Regions from separate parts of the Mus musculus genome. Here region 2 is linked to region 1. The links are chromatin contacts, called in public promoter capture Hi-C maps. All regions are on one chromosome and are shown on one strand. The core of a region is the stretch at or near the end of the contact, and the rest is flanking DNA. Distances in the headings are between cores, read along the strand shown. Region 1 holds the start of Emx1 (empty spiracles homeobox 1). Region 2 holds the start of Noto (notochord homeobox).

Region 1 (4,034 bases), core at 1,045-3,544:
TTCTGGAGAGAAAAAGCCCACCGTTTGTGTAACTCCACAACGTATCCGCTGGGACCGATGGCTCAGAGAGCAGCGGAAATTTCCTGGAGGGTTTTGCGGAGGATATACTGGCCTCGCTTGGCTGAGGATGCTCGGAGCCCGAGAGCTGATCTCTCTCAAAAGGCACATCCAGCCTCGGGCGAGCGGGATCAGCGCGCGGGGCCAGAGGTGTGAAAGGTGGAGAGAAAAACGTGAGATTCCGAGATTCTGGACTAAGGGCCGAAAAAGCCCCATCCAGGAAGCATCTTGAGTGTGCTGAGGCACTGGACTAGGCTAGGAGCCCTTAGCACCCTGTCTTCCAGGGTCCCGGATCCTTCACCAAGGGTTCCAGGTCCCTTGAGCCGTGGGCTCACATCCTGGAATAATCAAAATTCCGCCAGTGGGCGCGAAGCTGAAGATAGAGCCCCCCTCCCCCGGAGGGGGGACGCGGGTAGTTGGCTAAATTAGAATAAAACCTCATTTTAGTAGTAAGCATTGGTGTTAAGTGACGGGAAATGTTACCTAAAGCAGCTAATACCTTAGGCTTTTCCGCTCCCGCCTGCGCACACTTTTTGAGGAGAAAAATATACCCACAAACATAGGCGCCGAAGTAACCACACTATTGGATCCACGGGAATTTCTGTATGTAGTGGCCAGGGAAGAGCGGGGGTCATTGATAAATCGGGCCCTCTCTAAATAGCCTTCTCCAAGTCAGTCAAGCGACTATAGCTAAAGATTCAAGACATTTTTCCTTTTATCATATAAATAATTGTATCACATATCAGATTCTCTTTGGCCGCGTAGCTCTGGCTCAATGTCAGTGTAGCTCCTGGAGCTGCTGTTTTATGAAACGCTAAATTTACCTGTAAATAAAGTCTATATCAAAGTGGGAACTAAGCAATTGCTATAGGAATCAAGGCCAAAATTTTCTTTTAATGAAAGAAAAGAAAACTGCACATCCAAGGAAGAAAATTATCTGCACTGGACACAACTCTCTCTCTCTCTCTCTCTCTCTCTCTCTCTCTCTCTCTCTCTCTCTCTCTTTAGGAAAGTCAGATAACTGGTGTGTGTGTGTGTGTGTGTGTGTGTGTGTGTGTGTGTGTGTGTGTGTTTGTGCGTGTTTAAAGCTTTTGGAGGGGTCTTAATTAGCAAACCAGATGCGGCTGCAGACGGGGTGGGGTAAGACTAGATATGACCTTAAAAGCCCTCCTCTGCCACTACCCCTCTCAAGAGGACTGTCCTGAGCTCTAGCAACCGGGTGGGCTCCTGGAGGAGGTCAGTGGTGAAGAAAGCCGGTTTGTTTTCGCAAGCCTTTTCCACTTTGGGTCGGAGAGGGCACATGTAACTGGGAAAAGTCTGGCCAAGGTTGCTGAGAAACGTCCCAAGAAATCCGAGTGAACGCACCACGCTGCCCTGCTTCTCACAGAGCCAGCGAATGCAGGTGGACTTTCCCCTGCCCCGACGCGCCAAGAGTAGTGGTGACCAAAAGAGCGAAGTATGGTCACAGCTCAGAGCTCTGGCGCGGGAAGGGCAGAGGGCCAGCATTTCAGGGTTGGGACTGGTTTAGTCGGAAAGGAGATTAAGGTTGGCCACTGGAGGGTCTGAAAAAGCTCCTAGGATGCTCTCGGCCTTCTATTCCAATTGGCTTTATTCCTTGAAAAGCGTGGCGGTCCCAACCTCACTTCTTGGGTGGGAGACCAACGCAGCAGACCACAGGCTAATCGCCTGCGCACAGTCCAGGCTGATCCCTAAGCCTTGTCCCCCCACAACTTCTGAACATCCCCGCCGCCGCGCCTAGCCTCCCCCCGCATCCCCGGGTCACGAACACGGCATGGACACTCACCCTGGAAGCGGTGGCCAAAGAAGCGATTCCGAAGCACCCAGGGGTAGAAGTGGAGAGGGTCCCGATGCTGGGCGCTGAAGAAAGAGTGAGGGGGTTGCAGCGAGGAGGAGCCCAGCTGGTGTGCCGGGTGCACCGTCAGAGCCGGGTGGTTCATGGCCTCTGGGAACACCAGCTCCGGCCCTCCATAGAGCGAGCGGCCGGCGCCCGCAGCGGCAGCGGCAGGGAAGCCACTCACGAAGGCCGTCTCGGCCGCACTGGGGTGAGGATAGTTGAGCGCCGTGGGCCTGAGCGGTTCCTCTGATGCGGCCACAGCCAGTGGATGGGAGCCCGCGCCCCCGCTGCCAGGACTCCCGCCGGTGCCACCATCCTTGGCCACCAAGGACTCTATGGTGAAACCCCGCTTAGCCGCGGGCTGGAACATCGTCGCGGCCGCCGAAGCGGAGTGAGGTAGCGGGGCTCTGGGGAACGCTCGGTGCCCCGGCGCTGCCGCCGTGCGGGGTGTGCACCAAGCCTGGCACATGCACTCACGCCCGCACCCTTCACCTCCCCCGCCCGCCCACCCGCCCGCGCTCGGCCCTTGCGGACCAGCCAGGAGCGGGGCGGCGAGGGGCGTGCGAGAGCCCTAACACCGAGTTGGGCCACTGCGCACCGCCTGGAGCGTGGTCCCCGCGGCCCAGCAGGCAGCTCCTCTCAAACGCCCGGGCGCGGGCTGCCTGTGCTACTGAGAGCCGCTTCAGCGGTCCTCCTGGATCTCTCCCTTACTAATCAAGCTGTGACCGACCACCGCCCGTGATCTTTCTAGCTCTGCCGGGCCAGGCCTGGGCTGCAGCTCTGCGAGGAGAGAGTTAGCGGGCACCTGCCCCGCGCTCCCCCATTGGCCACCGCTCACCTGCCCCAAGGTGGGGGGCGGGGCGGGGCGGGGCGATGGATGGCGGGTGGGGGAATACGGTCCCCAGTCGGAGGCAAAAGCCGGACTGGAGCATTGGTGCTTGATCTAGTGTCCTCCTCCTACCCTCCACTCTGCATCTTGATTTTCTGACTTGGTCCTTTAGCCTCCGCCACACTCTGCTCTGAGGGGGACATCTACAAAGCCTGGGCTTGAGGAAATATACCAAACCCTCTTCAAGCACGTACCTCAGTTGAACCCCCTCCCTTCGCCCTGGGATGTCGTTTCAGTTCTTAGAGAACTTGGATACAAGCTTAGGATGGGTGTTTGGGGTCCAGCCTAGATTCTCCAGAGAACCTGGTCTACGTTCGCCTAACCTAAGAGAGCTCTCCCCTCACCCACCATCAGCCTCCGGAGCTGTTTTCTGAAGCTGCGGTTATGTTTCTGAAATTTCACATTTTTATGGATTTGGGGAACAGTGCTTCAAACAGGATATGCATTCTTTTCTCAGGGGCCAGGTTCGCACTGTCCGGGGAGGAGCGACATAACCCATCACTCCGCAGCTCTCCCGCGGCAGTTCGCAAGGGTTCCAATGCAGCGGTTTTGCCAGCCTTCCCCCTCCCTCCCTCGCGCTGCGACCATCTCCCACTGGACCACGGGGCTTAAGCTCAGAGTGATTTCCTTTCCTTGGGCGTCAGTATTGGACGACAAGGCCAAAATGGGGTCTTTGGGTCACTGCATTCTAAATTGGAGCTGGCCTTGCTGTTCGCGTGGTTCTCCAGAGGACAGGCCAGTGGTCCTTGGGGGGAGGGGAGTGGCATCCTAGCTTCTTGGACGTGTGACCTGCGACCTGCGACCGCGGGCCAGTGTCCCAATCTGCTCAAGTTAGTTTCCAATGCAGGCACTAAGTCCGGAGGGCAAGAAGGCGGTTGACCATTAGAACCTGTACTCTGTAATCTATCTACCCCAACCTTCCAGGGTACTGTGGCCTAAGGGGTCTCTTGGTTAGGAGGTCCAGACCCAGTCAGTCCTTGGTCGCATATGGCGGGAGAGGAGGAGGGCGAAGATAATTTTCCTTTTTTGACGCTGCCCTGGTGAGTCCAACTGGCCACAGCAAAACCCAAACGCTTACCTCCTAGCTGGGCCTCCAGAACCCCGAAGGGCAGTGGGGTCTACACCCCCTACAACTATGGGGACTCCAGGCCAGGTCTTGCAGCGGCCCGCCGAAATGCCCGGAGCCTTGGTCTGGAGAAGCGCTCGGGGCGCCCTCGCTGCTACAAAGCGGGT
Region 2 (4,367 bases), core at 1,658-4,157, 240 kb before region 1:
AGCAATCCCATCTAGGATGACTTCCTTTGTGAGTAACCAGGTGGGTGGAGTGACCGAATGAGGAGAGAAACAGATAGAGGGGAGACAAGAATTGAGGTTTTGTAAAGTTTGCAATGCCTTCCTAGAGATGTCTAAGTGAAAACTTAAAGAGTTAGTGGCTGAGGATGTAGTTTAGTGGTAGGGACTTGCCTAGGATAATGTGCAAATCCTAGCAGAGAAGGATAGACTGGGAATATAAATCTTAGTGGCCAGATTAGAGAGGGTATTTTAAACCATAGCTATAGGTGATGCTCAGGAGTCAGCTGAAGGGAGGGACATGTTTGTTGGCCTTGACAACAAGGATATCTTTTTTTTTTTTTTTTGGTATTTTGGGGGGAGGGGTAAGATAGGGTTTCTCTGTATAGCCCTGGCTGTCCTAGAACTCACTTTGTAGACCAAGCTGGCCTCGAACTCAGAAATCCACCTGCCTCTGCCTCCTGAGTACTGGGATTAAAGGCGTGCACCACCACGCCTGGCCCAACAAGGATATCTTGATGAACCATCGGGAAAATCATCATGTTGGGATAACTTCAAGGGAAAATAGGGGGCTGGGATGTAGATCAGTTGGCAGAGCCCTGGCCTAGCACACACACATAACGCTCTGGGCTTGACACTTGTGTGTGTGTGTGTGTGTGTATAATTTTTTTCTATTTCATGTGTACTGGTGTTCTGCCTGCATGTATGTCTGTGTGATGGTGTCAGATTCCCTGGAACTGGAGTTACAGACAGTTGTGAGCTAACATGTGGGTGCTGGAAATTGAACCTGGGTCCCTTGGAAGACCCACCAGTGTTATTAACAGCTGAGCCATCTCTTTCACTACCAAAAAATGATTATTGATATCAACCTCAGGCCCCACACATACACACATACTTACACACATGTGTGTGCCTACACACATGCAAAAACATATATGCACATATGCAACCCACACACATAAAAAGGAGGAAGCACTAGAGGAACCTTTGGTTATGTTTATAATGTGACTCCCGATAGGAATATTACATAGGGAATGTGTTTTTAAAAAGGGGGGGCTCTCTCCTCATCATCCTAGCTCAGAGGAAAAAGGTCATATCATCTTCCCATCCCTTACTACAAGGGTATCAGATGCCCCCTACACAGCCTGAGCCTCGTCCCTGCTCTCACCTGATTCTCCGTCAGGTGCAGCCTGGCAGCCAGCTGGGCTCTCTCCTTCCCCACCAGGTTGTGCTGCTTTGCAAACACCTTCTCCAACTCTTGCAGCTGCTGCAAGTTAAACGTTGTGCGAACCCTCTTTGTGTGTCTCTCGGTCCCGTGGTCCCGAAGGTCCACGGTGGGTGCCCATTTCAGAGGGCCTAGACAGTAAGGTAGCTCTGATCCTAAAGAGAAACCAAGAGCAGACTTCAGCCAGCAACCACCTGCCCACACATGGTAGGAGAGAAAGAAAACTCCAGGCCCTTCCTTCTCCTTGGCCTGTGATCTAGGAGAGAGTGGTAGAGGCTGTGTAGAAATAACCCCATAAAAGCTAGGGAGACGACTCAGCCAGAAAATGGTACAAGATCGAGGAATATAAATCTTAGCAGCCAGCTTAGAGATGGTATTTTAAACCATGACTATAGGTGACACTCAGGAGTCAGCTGAAGGGAGGGACATGTTTGTTCTGATCCCTAGCACTAAGTTTGTGTTTGTTTGTTTGTTTGTTTGTTTTTTAAAAAGGCTTTGACGGGTGATGGCTCAGAGGTTAACAGCATTGACTGCTCTTTCAGAGGCCCTGAGTTCAATTCCCAGCAACCACATGGTGGCTCACAATCTGTAATGGGATCCGATGCCCTCTTCTGGTGTGTGTCTGAAGAGAGCAACAGTGTACTCATACGTTAAATAAACGAATAAATAAATAAATAAATAAATAAAGGCTTTGAGGAAGTAGAGACAGGAGGATCATTGGGGAGATGTTTGGCCAGCCAGGCTAGACAATTAGAAAACTCCAGGTTAGGTGAGAGGCCCTATCTCAAAACTAAGATGGAAAAGGGCTAAAGAGACAGATTGGCAATTAAGAGAAATTCTTCTTCTGCTGCTGCTCCTGGTTTTGGAGCCCATGTCCAATAGCTTACAGCCTCTTGTACTTAAGTGTAAATAGCTCTCGGGAAGCTGAAAAGTATTGAAGACAGCTGATGTTGACCACTGATATCCACATCCATGTGCACTCACCTGCACACATATGAATACAAGTTGAAAACACACACACAGAAGTATGGAAAAGTCAGGGGGATGTGAAGGAACGATGTGAAAAGCTGTCTTCTGGATTTGACAGGATTAGTACAACCATGAACTCACAGCAGTGATTACAGGCATACACCATCACCCTGGGCTAACTCCAGAAGTTCCCTCTTGATGCTATCTGCCACCGCTTCCATACTGATACCTGTGAGCCTGAGGCCCTGCTGGTGGTGAGTGACATTCAGTCCGGGCACGCAGGACATGGAGCACAGCGGGTAGACGCCCACGCTCAGGTAGGCAGGCAGCCAAGACCCTGTGGAGCACACCCAGGGCAGGACCCCGTACTGCGACACCGCACCGAGGAGGTTCAGACTGGTGCAGGTAGAGAGCGGCAGAGAGGTGGCCGCCAGCTCTCGGGTCTTGGGTCTCGCCAGGATGGCCTCGACAGAGAAGGATGACTCCAGGCGTCCCCGAGCTAGTCGGCGCGGGACAACTGGGGAAACAGCTCCCGGACAGGGGCGCAGGCTCCCGGGCTGGACCTGAGTGCCTGAGGGAGCAGGGCTGGACATTGCGCGACCCTGAGGGGACCTCCCAGGCTGTGCAAGGAGCTCAATGGGAGAGAGAGAGGTGGTCACCTTACTAAAGGAACGGGAGACTTGTGAATCAGGATCCCTAGGGCCAGCTGTTTGCAAGGACTCTTAAACTTAGCGGGTGGGAGGAGGCGGGGCGAAGGCCTGACTTAATCATCGCTGATTGAGGCCAGGCAGGTTGCATCCCACCAGGACAGGGGTGGGAGGCGGAGAAGGGGGTCTCCTCCACTCCAGTGCTTTGGGGAAAGTACTTTGAATTTACTACAGCTCACTGTGGTGCCCTCCTTCTCCCTCTTTTGTTTGAGAAGGTCTTACTCTGTAACTCTGGCTATCCTGGACCTTGTAGACCAGCCTTGGCCTTGAACTCACAGATATCCACCTGTTTCTGCCTTGTGATTGCTGTGATTAAAGGCATGTTCTGCCAAACCACCCACTCCTCCTCTGTTCCTTCTTCATTCTGCCTTCCAGGCTGTCCTCCAAGTCACAGCTCATGGCAAAATCATGGCAAGCCTGCCTCAGCCTCCCAAGTACTAGGATTGCAGATACGTGCTACTGTGCTTGGCTTCGAAGTGGCTCTCTGATGATCCTAGATGAAGGTCCTTTGCCTGCTCATGACATCTGTGATGCCAGTCTCCCCTGCTGGTGTGGGGAACAATGATCTCAGAAGGGTGGGGCAGTGCCTGCTGTCCTGATTTTCTTAATCTTCACCCTCTTCCCAATTAAATTTGTGCACTTCCTCACTGCAGCTGGGACACCTGCTAAGTACACTCTCTACGCTGAGTTCCTGGGAGACCCCTCTTAGAGCAGAAGCCCTGAGTAGATCTACTTAAGGACTGGAATTTTAAAGTGTGTAAACATCGTATCGTAGTGAAAAGTGAGTCTCCTAGACTCCTGAAGCTGCTGCTGTTACCACGTCCTCTGAGGTCTTTTCTGAATACCCTTGCCCTCAACACAGGGTCTTGTTAGAAAGGTCCTTCCTGCTGGCCCAGGGATTGCTGAAGGAGGAAGATCTACAGTCCAAGGCCACACCTGCTTTACAAAGCAAAATAAACAAGGGGTTGTGATGACACTCTCCAGTGATCCTGGCACTTGGAAGTGGGGGACCACAGGACCAGGAAGGCAAAGTCATCCTCAGTCATACAGTGAATTTGAGGCCAGCCTGGGCTACAATAGACATTGTCTCAAAAACTCAAACAGAGGCCTGGAGAGATGGTTCAGAGGTCAAACGTTCTTGTTACTCTTTTTGGTTTTTCGAGACAGGGTTTCCCTGTATAGCTGTGGCTGTCCTAGAACTCACTTTGTAGACCAGGCTGGCTTCGAACTCAGAAATCCACCTGCCTCTGCCTCCCATCCCGAGTGCTGGCATTAAAGGTGTGCGCCATCACGCCCGGCTGTTCTTGTTATTCTTGCCTAGATTGGAGTCAAGGCACCCAGAAGGTGGATCACACTTAATCCCAGCCCTCGGGAGGCAGAAGCAGATGAATCTCTGAGTTTGAGACTAGCCTGGTCTACATCGTGGGTTCCATGCTAGCCAGGTCTGTATA

Evidence for each region. Capture Hi-C pulls out chosen DNA fragments and counts their contacts.
Region 2: a contact with region 1 is called in a promoter capture Hi-C map of liver. The contact joins the promoter of Noto here to the promoter of Emx1 in region 1. A contact is called at or near these places in 3 of 39 promoter capture datasets (the 3T3-L1 cell line, embryonic stem cells and neural stem cells), 3 of 15 datasets of contacts at CTCF or cohesin (the NIH/3T3 cell line and embryonic stem cells), 3 of 484 Hi-C or Micro-C datasets (bone marrow-derived macrophages, embryonic stem cells and stem cell-derived neural progenitor cells), 11 of 115 datasets of contacts at active chromatin or transcription factors (craniofacial prominence, embryonic basal ganglia, embryonic forebrain and 5 more) and 5 of 9 other capture datasets (adipose tissue, embryonic stem cells, liver and 2 more).

Annotation. Positions count from the first base shown.
Region 1 is chr6:85,186,191-85,190,224 of GRCm38.p6, reverse strand. Emx1 (empty spiracles homeobox 1) reads right to left here and starts at 2,294. Exons shown (of 3, transcript NM_010131.2): 1 at 1,862-2,294. The coding sequence starts at 2,282.
Region 2 is chr6:85,422,426-85,426,792 of GRCm38.p6, reverse strand. It overlaps Noto (notochord homeobox), which reads right to left and starts at 2,907. Exons shown (of 3, transcript NM_001007472.2): 1 at 2,439-2,907; 2 at 1,184-1,395. The coding sequence starts at 2,802.